Regions from separate parts of the Oryctolagus cuniculus genome. Here region 2 is linked to region 1. Evidence: chromatin contacts called from public Micro-C data. All regions are on one chromosome and are shown on one strand. Each heading gives the region's core, a stretch centred on a gene start, on an enhancer-like site or on the middle of the called end of the contact. The rest is flanking DNA. Distances are from core to core; before and after follow the strand shown. Region 1 holds the start of UGCG (UDP-glucose ceramide glucosyltransferase). Region 2 holds the start of PTBP3 (polypyrimidine tract binding protein 3).

Region 1 (3,891 bases), core at 989-3,488:
CTCCCTGCCGCTCTGTCTCTCTCAGTCACACGTGCAGAGAGAGAGAGAGAGAGAGAGAGAAAGTAATTGGAATGATAGTTTTGATGTATGTTTTAAATTTCTTCATTCTTCTCTGTGTGGTCTGAATCCTTACATAGAAATTATTTTTAAATTGTTATCACTGAAAAAGTAACAACATTGTTTTTAAAGAACTCACACATTAAAGATGAACTGCACGGCCAGCGCAGTGGCTCAATAGGCTAATCCTCCATCTAGCGGCGCCGGCACACCGGGTTCTAGTCCCGGTCGGGGTGCCGGATTCTTTCCCGGTTGCCCCTCTTCCAGGCCAGCTCTCTGCTGTGGCCCGGGAGTGCAGTGGAGGATGGCCCAAGTGCTTGGGCCCTGCACCCCATGGGAGACCAGGAGAAGCACCTGGCTCCTGCCTTTGGATCAGTGCGGTGCGCCGGCCATGGCGGCCATTGGAGGGTGAACCAACGGCAAAGGAAGACCTTTCTCTCTGTCTCTCTCTCTCTCGCTATCCACTCTGCCTGTCAAAAAAAAAAAAAAAAAAAAAAAATGAACTGCACAATGTCTTCAGTGACTACAGCTCACAAACTCCAAAAATGAAGACCAACAATATCCAAGAGGCTTCCCTCACCTCCAAAGATACACCAATGCATCTGCACAAGCAGCGGATCTTTCTCCAGGCCCCAGAAATGCCGCCCAATACTAACACCATGCATTCCAGGAAAGGAAAGGCACACCTTCTCTGTACTTAGGAAAAGCTAAAAGTAATAAATTTCTTAAAACCCTCCTTCTCTTCAACTAACATATACCCCATTCTAGCTGGTGATAAAGATTTTTTTTTCTTTTGCAGGCTAAAAAGCTATGTGCATCCTTACTATGTGCTCTACGCAATTCTTTCATTCATTGACATAGATTTCATTTTAAACACAGCTTAACTCTTGAAACAGCAAAACTAGTCGCACGCCTCAAGTCTCTATTCATCCCCCTCATGCTGTTCTTTTTTATTCAGTTTTTTTTTTTTTTTTTATCACTATCTGGACTTGGGTGATCTGCCTCCTCCTTTTCAATGGAAGCGCCACGAGAACAGGAATTCTGTCCTGCTCTCTGTTGTGTCCCCAGCCCCAAGACGGTGAATGGGATCTGTAGGCCTCAAGAACTATGTGTTACATGAAGGCTGAAGAGACCTAGGCAGCAGGACGGAGGGTACAGATCTAAACAGACCCACTGATGAGGAATCGAAAATAGGAGAGAAAATCAAACTGCATTGTAGAACCCGGGACAACAGAGCTACAGCGCCAGCTCGGAGGTCTGGTGGACATTTTTTTTTTTTTTTTTTTTTTTTTGAGGTAGACAGGTGCTTCACACCTTTCTGAGAACAGAGAGCTCTCCTAGGAAGCAGAGAATCCACAGGGGGGTCTCCAGGACGCGGGCAGCGGCTACCAGAAGAGCGGGAACGATCACCATCGTAACAGGGACGTAGCCCAGGTCGAGAGAGAAAACAATCCACCATACGTCTTGGCCCAGATGAAACATCACACGGATCCCCACACAATCAGACCCAGCCAGCAGCCTTCCGCCTGACACGTAAGAGCAGCCTCCTCTGCTCTGGCTTTGCAGCCGCCTGCAACCCAGCAGCCCAACACGATCCTCTCCCACCCCTCCCCCTACAAGGACCCCCGCTCAACCGGGCCAAGGGGAGAGCGGATGGGGGGGATCAGCCTGGGCATCCGCTGTCTCCACCCCCACCCAACTCCAGTGCCCTCCAAAGCGCAAAAAGCCTCCCGCCCTCGCCTGTCCACCCGGCCGGACCCCGCCACGAGCTGCTCCGGCTGCCTCTCACTCACGTGTAGATGATGGCCATGAAATGCATCAGCCACAGCACCAAGAACAGGACGAATCCGAAGACGGCCATTCCCTCCAGGGCCAGGTCCAGCAGCGCCATCCCCCGGCCCGCCGGCCGGGCCCGGCCCGCTCCGGCCGCTACCGCCGCCGCCCGCGCTCGCGCCGGAGGAGGACTGGGTGGGCGCCCGATGCGGGGGCGCAGGGAGGCGAGAGGAAGGTGGGGGAGAGGAAGGGGAGGAGGGGGGTGGGGACGGAAGGGGCGGGCAGGGCCTGCGCGCCCCCGTCCGCGCGCACTTGCCCGCGCGCTGCCTTCGGCGCGCTCGCGGCTGCGGGCGCTGCGGGGCCGCGCTCTGTGGTCAGGGCAGCCGCTGCCCAGCACCCGGGCTCGCCTCTCCCGACGCCGGCGGCCGCGGGTCGGTCCCTACGACCTGCTGTCGCCCCGCCGCCTCCCCGCCGGGCTCCGGGCCGCGTAGCTCAGCCGCTCTGCTTCGCCGCCGCAGGTCCGCGCACTAATGGAAACCGGCGGCCCGCGCCCCGACTCCCCGGCGCGCCCCGCCCCGCCTCCGCCCTCTGGACCCGCGGCGCCCGCCCCCCGGGGGCGGTGCGCCCGCTCCTGCCCGCCCACCGCGCCGCCCGCGCGCCCGCAGCGTCGCCGGCGCGAGTGCGCCCCTGGGCGGCTTCCCTGGTGGGGCGCAGACGGGCCTTGCACCCGCTCGGGTTTTCGCTGCTGTGCACCCGGCAGTCCCGGGCGGAGGCGCCGAGACCGGCAACGCTGCAGCCCTGGCCAGGTCCCTCGGCTGCGGCTGCGGCTCGGCACCTGGTGTCTAGTCGGAGGCTGCTGTCGCTGTATCTGTGGCTCTGCAGCTCCCGGGCGCCCCCAGAAAAAGGCACGGGGCTCCGGGCAGCCTCCCGAGCTGGGCTCGCTGCGTCTGCAGCCTCCTGATCGGGCATGGCTACCAGCCCTCGTTCCTTCGCGCCAGGGTTTCCCTTTGCCTTCCGTCCTCGCTGCTCTGAATGCTGTGGGATCTTGGATCGAAACGGACCCAAGAGCAAAATAAGCTCCAGGTGCCTCACAGAGCTCTGAGCGTTTTAGAGACGGTGTGTATTATAAATGGAATTCCCAAGTTCAGGATGTGAAGAATCAAATGATAATCAGGCCCTCTAAGACCGTGCTGGCCAAAACGGTAGCCACATGGGGCCACGCGAGCCCCTAGCGTGTAGCAAATTCAGACTGAGTTGTGCTGTGTTAATTCGCCCCCAAGGTTCAAGGCCATCTCGTTAATGCGTGGTATCTTGATGACGCACACGCTGAAACGATACATTTTGGATATATTAGGTTAAAAATGAGTTTCACGTTTCAAAAAACTTAAAATGTGGCTAGCTAACTATTAGAAAAATGTAATTGTCCAGGTTGATGGTCACTGCTCTAAAATGGAAAGAGTCCCTGGACAGTAAGGTAACCAGTGTTTATTTTTAAAATGCCCATCGAGGGAGATTTTGTTTCTTTAGCCCAGATGAGTTTATACTGTTTCTCGGTGGTTTTGTTTAAACAATGTTTATTATTTCAAGTTATTTCCTTTTAAACACTCCATGACCTATCTTGGCAGATTTCAGAATTGTGTCCAATTTCGAAAAGAAGTGGTTTCTTATTGCTATTTCTTATAGATAATGATGATTGAATGAGCTATCTCAGTCCACAATTAAATGATAAACTACAATTTAGAAAAATAGTTTCTACATTGAGAATCAGTTTCGGATGTTTAATAGCTTTTTTAAGGTTTATTTATTTATTTGAAAGGCAGAATTACAGTGAGACACAGGCGGGGGGGGGGGGGAGGTCTTTATCTACTTCTGGGTCTCCCACATGGGTTCAGGGGCCCAAAGACTTGGGCCATATTCTACTGCTTTCCCAGGTCATAGCAGAGCTGGATCAGAAGTGGAGCAGCCAAGACTTGAACAGGCGCCCATATGGGATGTGGGCACTGCAGGCGGCAGTTTTACCTGCTACGCCACAGTGCCGGCCCCACATAGCTTTCGTTCTAC
Region 2 (3,891 bases), core at 406-2,905, 450 kb before region 1:
TTCTCAATTAAACATTTTTTTTTTAAACATTTGTTTATTCACTTGAAAGACAGAGTTTCAGAGACTTAGAGAGAGCTTCCATCTGGTGATTCACTCCCTACATGGCCACAGTGACTGTGGCTAGGCCAGGCCAAAGCCAGGAGCTTTTTCTGGGTCTCCCAGGTGGGTGCAGGGGCCCAAGCATTTGGGCCATCTTTTGGTGTTTTTCCAGGCACATTAGCAGAGGGCTGGATGGAAAGTGGAGCAGCTGGGATTCTGGACTCAGGCCTTGGCTTAGCCGCCATACCACAGTGCCAGCCCCTGAAACCTTAAATTTCCACCTGACAATGCAGGGTGGCAATGTTTGCAAATTTAGTCTTAGGACTTAACATACAAAAAAATATATACACTCAACGTTTTGGGAAAAAGGGACTGAAGTACTTAAAACATGTCCTTAGTGAATTATATACCCTATTTAAAGATTTCTTTTTTGTCCACAAAAGCCATACACTGACCAAGGGGTCTACCCAGTCCTGAAGGGTGGAATCTAATTTTTGCGTATCCCTGCAGTGGCTGGCACACAGTACATGCGCAATAAGTACTGACTGCACGATGGGTGAATCCAGTTTAAATCTTTTCAGGAGCCCCCACTTGCTTTTCAAATGAGGTGACAGAGGGAAGGGACTTTTCTAGGAGAGCAAAATAATTTGGTTGAAGACAGCATTTAATGGCTCACGTTTTGGTGATCTGGGGATGGAAAAAAATCATTCAAATCTCAGAACTAAGACTACAAAAGGAGAAAAAAAAAGCGTATGGTCGCTGGTTATATACACCCATTATAGATAATATGTAAATAAATATCTTTTTTTTTTCTCAGATTACAGGGAAGGGCTCTGTGCAAAAGTTTCCTCGTTATGAAATCGCGGGCAAATCACTCCATGTCTGTATTTTTCAACCGAAAAAAGCGAATAATCTTTTCCTAAACACCCTCTTCCCCCAAACACACACCCCTGAGGAATGAATGAGCGAACTTTCGGAACACGCCGGTAATGCACTGAACGTTTCAGGTCAACTCGCACCCTGAGAGCCCCGTGAAAAACTCAGAGGTCCTCCAGTCCGGGGGGTCTCAGAGCCTCAGTCGTCTTCGCAACCGCACCTCGCGGGCGACGGCCGATCGCAGGGCCCGTCCGGATCGGGGCTCGACCCTCCCTAGGTCTGCAGGCCGGCGCTCCGCTGACCACGGCCAGTGGGTGGCCTCCGGTGCGCCACCGACAGGGGGGCAATTCCGCCTCTGTCCTGGGGTCCTGGAGGGACACCCTTACCTACGCGAACGAGCCAGGTTCCCCCCAGGCTTTTCCCGCCGGCAGAGGGAGGAGTTCAAGCCGGACCGCCCCAGCTTGCGAAGCCGGAAGACCCGCGCAGCCGGGGCGGGGCGGACGGCGGAGCGGGAAGCACAAGGCGCGCGCTCCCGCGAACGCAGGCGGGGGGAGGTGCCGGGGGCGCGCACGCGCGCCGGGCCGAGAGCCAGGGGGCGGGGCCTCACGCCGACAGACAGCAGGAAGAGGGCGCCCTGGAGCCGAGCCGGAGGCCGGCTGAAAGCGGGCCAAGGGTGGGTGCGAGCGCAGGGGCGGGCCCCCAGGGAGGGCGTCGACGCCGCGGGGGCGGGGTCAGGCCAAGCGGGGACGCGCTCGCGGGGTGGGGAAGGCGGGGGCGCGGCGGTGGCGGGAGCGTGCCCGGTCCCCGCCCCTGTTTCCCACTCTCCTTCCACCTCCGACCGGCCGGGGCTCGGCAGAGGCGCCGCACGTCAGTCCCCGGAGCCGCCCAGCTGCCGCTGCCTGGCCTGCTCCGCTCGCGGTGAGCCCGTCAGTTCCCGCACCGTGCGCTCCTCCAACTGGGCCATGGATGGGTAAGTGCTTGGCGGCGCGGCGGCCGTGCCGGGCTGCGCTGGCCCCGCTTCCTCCCTCGGCGCGTCCCGCCAAGGCCGGGGAGCCCGGGCGCGGCGCCGGCGGCCCGAGGAGCGGCTCCGGCCGGGCTCGACGGCGGGGCTTCCGGGCGCCTCGGTGGGGGGACCTCCGAGTCGCGGAGGCGCCGTGCGCCGCAGCCGCTCCTTCCTGCACGCGGCGGCCCCGCGGCGTCCGCCCCTTCACACCCGCAACAGCGCACACCCCGGGAAGCGAAGGGGAACCCGGTGCAGCCGCCGGGGGGCCGGGTCCGCCCTTCGCGCTCCGAGTCCCGGGAGCCTGGCCGGCCGGCCGGCCTCCCGACACTTCCTCTCAAAAAATGGTGCGCGGCGCCGGGGGAGGCGGAGGCGGCGCTCGGGGCGGGCGCCGGTCCTGCCGCGCTCCGGTCCTGCCGCCTGGGGAGTTGCTGTTTACCGGCGAGGTGGGGCGAGTGCCGGCGCTCTCCCCGGCGGCGAGGCGAGCGGCGAGCGCGCGCGTCCGGACACGTCTGGGCGGCGACCGGGTGCCGAACCCCGGCCCGGCGCGGGGAGGCTCGGGGCCGCCGGGCACTGGCCCAGGTCCCCCGACCCGGGCTGTGGGGATACGGTAGTCATTTCTGGGTACCTAGCGTCTGGTACCGCGACCTGGTGGCCGCGGACCCTTCCCCGTCGCGCCCCCACCCCTGAGAAACTTCCTGATCGCGCTGTCCTGTGTGTGTGAAAAACACTGTGAAAGTGTCATTTTTCAGGCAGCTTTCAGAGGCTCAAAAATGGATTAGGTCCTCGACCTTTAAAATAATAACAAAAATTTGGAATCACCTGCACTGTAAAACAGTTTCTCTGGGGACTCGGGGTGTAGGGTGGGACCTGACATGTTAATTATTAGGAAAAAAAACTAGGATTTTGGTAAATTAATTGAAGGTTCGTAGTATGTGCATCAGGATTTAGAAAAGTCCCAGCTCTGTCCGAGTTAGAGGTTGCGAATCCATTTATTTATTCCATTTTACACTTGAGGTTTTGCTTGGCCTGTTACCTACTTTGGATGATAAGGTTTCTATAAGCCCCTTGCTTGTGGAAGATGCGGGACTAGCTTGGACAGTGAAAGCCACTTACATGTTGCCATGCATGATGGTTGTTGTCGTGCTGTGTAAAGACGATGGAATCTTCCAACAATTTTTGTCCTCATAAGATTTCATTTATCTTAGTTTCACAATACGAAATGTGTGATACTAGGGAATAACTCATTTGAATCCAGATTGCACGCTCTTAAAGACATCAAATTACAATTTTAGAATTTATGGTTGTGATCATCTTTAAAGTATTGCTTTTTATGTAGATGGAAATGCTTTATTGTCTAGTTGAAGCTCTCTGCGAACACTGTGGAAGATTTAGGTCTATTTCACATTACCTTACTCAGTTACATTTTGTGTATGTGCAAGATTTTGCTGTTTCAATGATTTGTGTCATTATGCCAGTTTTCAGTCCAGGAAGGCCATGAAATTATTGTTTTGGTATTTGTAGGGAATTGTGGCTAGAAGGTTTGACTTTATTTAGGGAAGCAAGCTAGCTTTTCCTGTCCTAAAATTTATAGTTATAATAAAGAAAAGTTTTATAATAAAAACAACTTTTGGAACTTCTTTGTTAAGCTCTTGAACAACTGAGCAGTGCCAGCTTATTCTTTGGCTAGTGTTTAAAAAGTTTGTGGTTTTGAAGTGAAGAATGAGTTTATTGGTCTAAATATGGAGGGTAGTGACACAGATAGTGGAAGGTAAGTTCATTAGGTAGCTCAAGTAGGAGCATGATTGGCCGCCTGTGTCAGGACTAGTAACCATAGGTATTGCACAGTTTTACTTTCAAGTTTCAAAGGTCTAGAAGGAAAAACAAAATCGACATAGTTATTGTTTAAAACAAATTACATGGCTTAACAGTCCACCCAGAGTCATATATTTGTTTACTTTTATGAAGTGATGATG

Evidence for each region. A called contact is a pair of places that touch in the nucleus more often than the background predicts.
Region 2: a contact with region 1 is called in a Micro-C map of ear pinna, with 9 times the contacts expected there. The contact joins the promoter of PTBP3 here to the promoter of UGCG in region 1. A contact is called at or near these places in 3 of 6 Hi-C or Micro-C datasets (ear pinna, psoas muscle and an unstated tissue).

What each region holds. Positions count from the first base shown.
Region 1 is chr1:215,475,114-215,479,004 of mOryCun1.1, reverse strand. UGCG (UDP-glucose ceramide glucosyltransferase) reads right to left here and starts at 2,238. Exons shown (of 9, transcript XM_070055584.1): 1 at 1,851-2,238. The coding sequence starts at 1,948.
Region 2 is chr1:215,922,622-215,926,512 of mOryCun1.1, reverse strand. PTBP3 (polypyrimidine tract binding protein 3) reads left to right here and starts at 1,655. Exons shown (of 14, transcript XM_051843126.2): 1 at 1,655-1,885.